Linked DNA regions of Hordeum vulgare: region 2 is linked to region 1. A link is a contact called in public Hi-C data. All regions are on one chromosome and are shown on one strand. The core of a region is the stretch at or near the end of the contact, and the rest is flanking DNA. Distances in the headings are between cores, read along the strand shown. Region 1 overlaps LOC123411081 (a long non-coding RNA gene). Region 2 holds the start of LOC123410305 (60S ribosomal protein L31).

The links. A called contact is a pair of places that touch in the nucleus more often than the background predicts.
Region 2: a contact with region 1 is called in a Hi-C map of seedling, with 3 times the contacts expected there. The contact joins the promoter of LOC123410305 here to the enhancer-like site in region 1. A contact is called at or near these places in 1 of 6 Hi-C or Micro-C datasets (seedling) and 1 of 1 datasets of contacts at active chromatin or transcription factors (embryo).

The regions. Positions count from the first base shown.
Region 1 is chr7H:171,094,600-171,097,362 of MorexV3_pseudomolecules_assembly, reverse strand. LOC123411081 (a long non-coding RNA gene) reads left to right here. Exons shown (of 8, transcript XR_006613169.1): 8 at 1-497. Among protein-coding and RNA genes, the nearest start is that of LOC123411081, 6.3 kb to the left of the region's middle. Within about 2 kb of position 1,447, at least 2 of the 3 cell types and tissues checked have open chromatin away from gene starts, as enhancers often do. A contact at or near this core is called in seedling, where this site is marked.
Region 2 is chr7H:171,623,233-171,625,995 of MorexV3_pseudomolecules_assembly, reverse strand. It overlaps LOC123410305 (60S ribosomal protein L31), which reads left to right and starts at 1,393. Exons shown (of 2, transcript XM_045103226.1): 1 at 1,393-1,556; 2 at 2,616-2,763. The coding sequence starts at 1,468.

The DNA of each region.
Region 1 (2,763 bases), core at 198-2,697:
GCTTGTTGTTGCCGAGGTACTTGAGGTACTTGGGGTTGACGTGGGGAAAAAGAACTATTGGGGGGTCATCGGAATTGACGACGAAGCGGACCGACAGGTCCCACCACTCCACCGCTGCCAACTACACCGTCGGGATCGCCGGGGTCGGAGAAGGGGAGGAGGACGAAGCAGAGGGGGCGGGGCGTGATTAACATGGGCGGTGCAGATTGAAGCGGCGACGCGGGTGGGTGCGCAGAGCGCTGGGCCCTGCGGCGGCTGCCGGCGATGGCTGGAGCTCGTTCCTGCCGCGGGCGAAGAGGCAAGGGTGATTTGCAGGGACTATAATATCACAAGGTTTTTTTTGCAAAAACGAAAATAAACTAACCCGTGGACAACTTTTTTCGGACGGAGGGAGTATCTCTTACATGTTCACTTGGACAAAGCTTAAGTTTATAGTCATATAAAGTTCATAAATACGTTCTAAAATATTCATGAAATATTTAATTCCATTTTTGTTATACACTAGGTCAAAATAGAATTGTCCTCGATGTGTGACACATACTGTATGATTGTTATTTTTTCTTGGTCGTCTCGAACTTCACATGCCATCCTCAAATAGGCAAATCGTGGGACAACAAACATAACTGCTTATTAACTGTCATAAAGTCGAAGGTGTCTTTTTCGTTGCTCCTGGTGGCTAACTATTTGGCATAGGTCCATGCAGATTTCGTGCAAGTCCTTGCGGTGTGTGCCTCTTCGAATGGGTTTGCGATGAAGTCAAAGTCGCTGAATTGCGGAGGAGTGATGTCGATGACACTTGTAGTCCGTCTCGACGGCGCTCCTCTTCTGACGGCGTATATATCTGGTGTGGATATTCACGTTGGCTGGTGGTGCCCCTTTGTGGGCTGTATCGTTTTTTTTTCTGGTTTTCCGTAACTAACCAGCCAAACATCTTCTTTATTATTAAGAATTTGAGATGAGACAAAGTTTTTGTCTCTATTTAAAAAATATTATTTTGTAATTGTTAAACAATTTTCTATTATCTGATTTTTTTTCTTCATTTTATTGATATATTTTATTTATAGAACAAATGATAAAAAAAACATATACGTGTATTGCACGTGCAAGCTTACTAGTATATATATATATATACAAGAATTATAGCGGCTAAGCAAGGACTCCCGTCGTGCGTTTGTGAGCAGGAGTTACCGCATGTTGACACGCGTACTTGATTTCTTTTTTTTTACTCTCCTGGACGTGATATCGATGGATTGCTTCCTGCTGACGCGTGTTTCCTATTTCCACCTCTCCTTCTCTATGCATTCTTTTCTTTTTACTGGACTGGCTGCTCATGGGTCACTGTCTACCGGTTCACCGCTTTGATTGGGCTAGCGGTATGGAGCACTCACCCTCCTCCCCTCTCCCCTCCGCTGCCCCCACGGCGGCCGGAGCCCAGATCCCTCCGCCCAGCCCCTCCCACCAGTCCCCCGTCAGCCCTGCCTCGCTGCTACAGCTGCTGGCCTCCCCCCGGGCTGCCTCTCCTCTGCCTCGCCTTGCCTGGGCGCAGATGCCACTGCAGAAGAGATGTGTTCGCCGATTGGATCTGGAGGTACGATTCAATGCCGGATCCCGCCGGCCGCAGGTGTATCTTACCATTCCAAGCCCACGGCAGCGCTGCCCTCTCCCGCGAGCTGCGCCCCACCACCTCCCCGGCCCAGACTGCGCTCGCTGGTCGTGGCGCCCGAGGGCTGGACGGCGCAGTCCTCGTCCAGCGCGCCTCCGCGCCAAAGGCTCCAATCCATTATTGTGGCGCCAGGAGAGACTTCAACACGAGCTGCAACCTCTCTGCCGGCTGCCAAGAGCCTTAATGCTGCCATAGCACCAGTCGATTCCGAGCAGGATTGGAATCTGGTTCGCTCCAGGAAAGAGATGAGGAAGATGAAGGCTACCTCTTCGGGAGAGCTGCGTATGCATCCACGTGCTCCTCCTTCTGATCCTGCGGCTCTGCAGCAACACCTAGCCTTCAAGGCCCGTTTCAATGGCCGTTGTATCCGTTGCCTCTCAAAGCGCCACCGCTTGGCATCCTGCCGAGACCCAGTTCGCTGTATCCGCTGCAAAGGGACCGACCACCTTGCCCGCTCCTGCTCTGCCTCGCTCCCTCCTCTGAAACCGCCAACTGCCAGCAAGCATCTCATCCAGCCTCCGCCGCTGCAAGGAAACCACCTCGCCTGGCCGGAGCTGTGTGCGCACCCAGGACTGATGGAGTTCACCCCTGGGCTTGCTTCCCGCCGCCCGGAGCGCTCCTCCTGTGTCGTCGTGAGCACCCCGGAGATGGAGGCCGACGCCTATCATTTGCGTCGCTCGGCATTGACGGCCACTGCAGCTGACGAAAGGGTCGACTTCGCCACATCCCTCGTCGCCAAAGCGCTGGAGCAAGCACTTGACATCCCTTGGGAATCCATCCAAGTGGCTTCAGCGCACCCGGAGGACTACCTCATCCGCTTCGCTGAGCCGTACCAGCGTGACCTTGCCCTCGAGCGGGGCAATGTCCGCGTTGGTGCTGTCCGTTTGCAACTCGAGCAGTGGGATCCGACACCGGCAGGCACCATTCGCAACCTGCGCTTCTACTGCCGACTTGCCATCTCTGGGATCAAATTCCATGCTTGGAGGCTTGATGTGGTCAAGAAGCTGCTGGGAGACTCCTGCATCGTTGATCGGATGGAAAGGCAGACCGAGCGCCTTCAGAACGTGGCTGCCTTCTTCGTCTGGGTGTGGACGGAGAAC
Region 2 (2,763 bases), core at 144-2,643, 530 kb before region 1:
TAACTTTTGTTCGGGACAAAAGAAGTTGTTGAAACATATTGCCCGATAACTTATGTGTGAATAGCATGGTAATTTAAGCGTCATAGACGAGATAAATTATGTGCAAACACCATGATAACTTTGACATCGAGAAAAAAGTTGATAAAATATAGCCGAGATAACTTTTGTGTGAATACCATAATAATTTACGCATCACAGACCTGATAACTTATGTACAAACACCCCGGTAACCTTTTACTCATAATAAAAATATAACACACTAACTACTGTGTGAATAGCATGATAATTTAGGCATCACACACCTGATAACTTATGTGCCAACACCATAGTAACCCATTTTTGATGGAAAAAAGTTGATGGAATATGCCCCCCAATAACTTCTGCATGAATAACATGGTAATTTACACGTCGCATACCTGATAACTTATGTACTCCTGGGTCTGGTAACTTTGACGGGGGAGGTGAGTTTATTGAAACATACAACGGTAAATTTTCTGTAATTAGCATGGTAATTTACACACCATATACGTGATAACTTATGTACCCCTGGCATGGTAACTTTGACCCAGAGAAAAAGTCATCAAGACATAGCCCGGTAACTTCTGCATAAATTCATGATGATTTATGCGCCACATACCTCATAACTCACATACAAATATCATGAAAACTTTTGACCTAGGGGGGAAGTTTTAAAAAAACACACATTAATTTCTATAAAATATGTCCATGACATATAAAAATTGACCCTACACTTAATTGGGCTGATTGTAGAAGTTCATGAATTTTAAAAATTTAAATTTAAATTTAAATATATATATATAAATAAATAAAAAGGAAAGGACATAAAGTAAAATACCCTATAAAATACTCCCTCCGTCCCAAAATTCTTGTCTTAACTTTATTTTAAAATGAATGTATCTAAATACTAAAATTTAACTAGATACATTTATATCTAAACAAATCTAAGACAATAATTTTGGAACGAAGGAAGTAGTAAACAAGTTTCCAATAATTTTGGGACGGAGGAAGCACAGAAAAGAAAAAAGAAAATGACAAAAACAAGTTTTAGTTCAGACGGCATTGCAGTCAAGCTCACCATCCATTCATTTTTTTTACAACTCACTATCCATCCGTTTGGAAAAGAGTGAAAGACATAGCATTTTGCGAGTGAACTAAGTCCACTAATCACGCACTTCCGCTTGTGCATCGCTTAAAACCAAGAGGGTGACCCAAAAACGAGCGCATGCGGACTTATGCTGGATTGCCACCGCGCGGCCCGCCCCCGCCACTTTGCTGGATCATGGGCTAAACCAAGGCCCATGGTCAGCGGCACGTGCGCCCTTCGGAACGCGAGAATATAAAAGCCATTCCCGTCGCTGGTAGGGTTTTCCTCTCGCGCCGCCGGAACAGAATCCACCCGGAGGGAGGAAGCCGCAGCAGCAGGTCAGCGAGGGAGGAGAAGAGGGGATGGCGGACAAGAAGGGCGGAGCGCCGAGGAAGGAGGAGGTCGTAACCAGGGAGTACACCGTCAACCTCCACAAGCGCCTCCATGGCTGGTACGCAACCTCCCAGCGCTGTTGCTTCTTGCTCACCGTTCCGTTCCCGCTGCAGGATCTGACTCGTTTGAACCACTCTCTACTGCCGTGTCCATGCCACGAACATTAATTAGTAGCGAGATTTCGATTTGCGGTGCCAAGATCTTGCTCGCTGTTCTCTCACGTCTTTGTTCGAGTAGATCGAACAATTTCGTGCTGCTGCTGTGTCATAGAGTATTATATAATGTGCCCTGTCATACTTGTCTAATTTTGTATAGACGTTAGCTGAGAGGTATATACTCACACCGCTGTGCCATCACGCTCCATATTTTTAGTTTGTAATACTGCTAGCTGTCCTGTGATCCAGTTATTATTGTGAGTTAGCTTCTCTCCACGGGTCTCGTTTATGCATCAGCTGAGAGCTTTTACATAATAATATAGCTGTGTACCATCACATTCCATTTGCAAACCACTAATGCAACTTGTTGTAATCCAATTCATGTTCGTTAGCTCGATGACAATTTACCTGTGCCTATGGTTTGCTTGCCCCACCTAAGAAGGTTGAACCACATCAGCTCAGCACAGTTGCTTGTTGGATAACATTTTCCAATGGTTTGTGTACAGTCGGTTTTAATTCTGCCTCTCGAATTGTAGGAATGGCGGTTAAACGTAGTTCATTCAGGTCATGAATAAAGCTGCTTTCTACACCTGCAAATTTTTTTTGAATAAAGCTGCTTTCTTGTTGTCTAGGTTGGTTAAATTAGGGCTACTTTGGATATCAGTGATTTGGACCAATCACTTACCATGGAAACTACTTTGATCTTAATGTGCTGCCCACCTCAGTTGGCATACCTGAATAAGCTTATCCGACTCAATCATGAACTAAATTGCTCTATTTAATTATTTCTACTTGTTATCGAACTAACCTCCTTGAGTATTCTTGGCTAACATATCATGGTACCATGTTTTAGTAGCCATATGAAACTGTTTCTACATATTTACCCCAACCGGTTCATCTGAATATTGATGTGTGTTGCAGTTAAATATGGTCCCTTCTAAGTCTTTTCTAATGTTTGACAGTACCTTCAAGAAGAAGGCACCCAATGCCATCAAAGAGCTCCGGAAGTTTGCACAGAAGGCTATGGGCACAACAGACGTCAGGATCGACGTGAAGCTCAACAAGCTCATCTGGAGCAGTGGGATCAGAAGCGTGCCCCGTAGGGTTCGC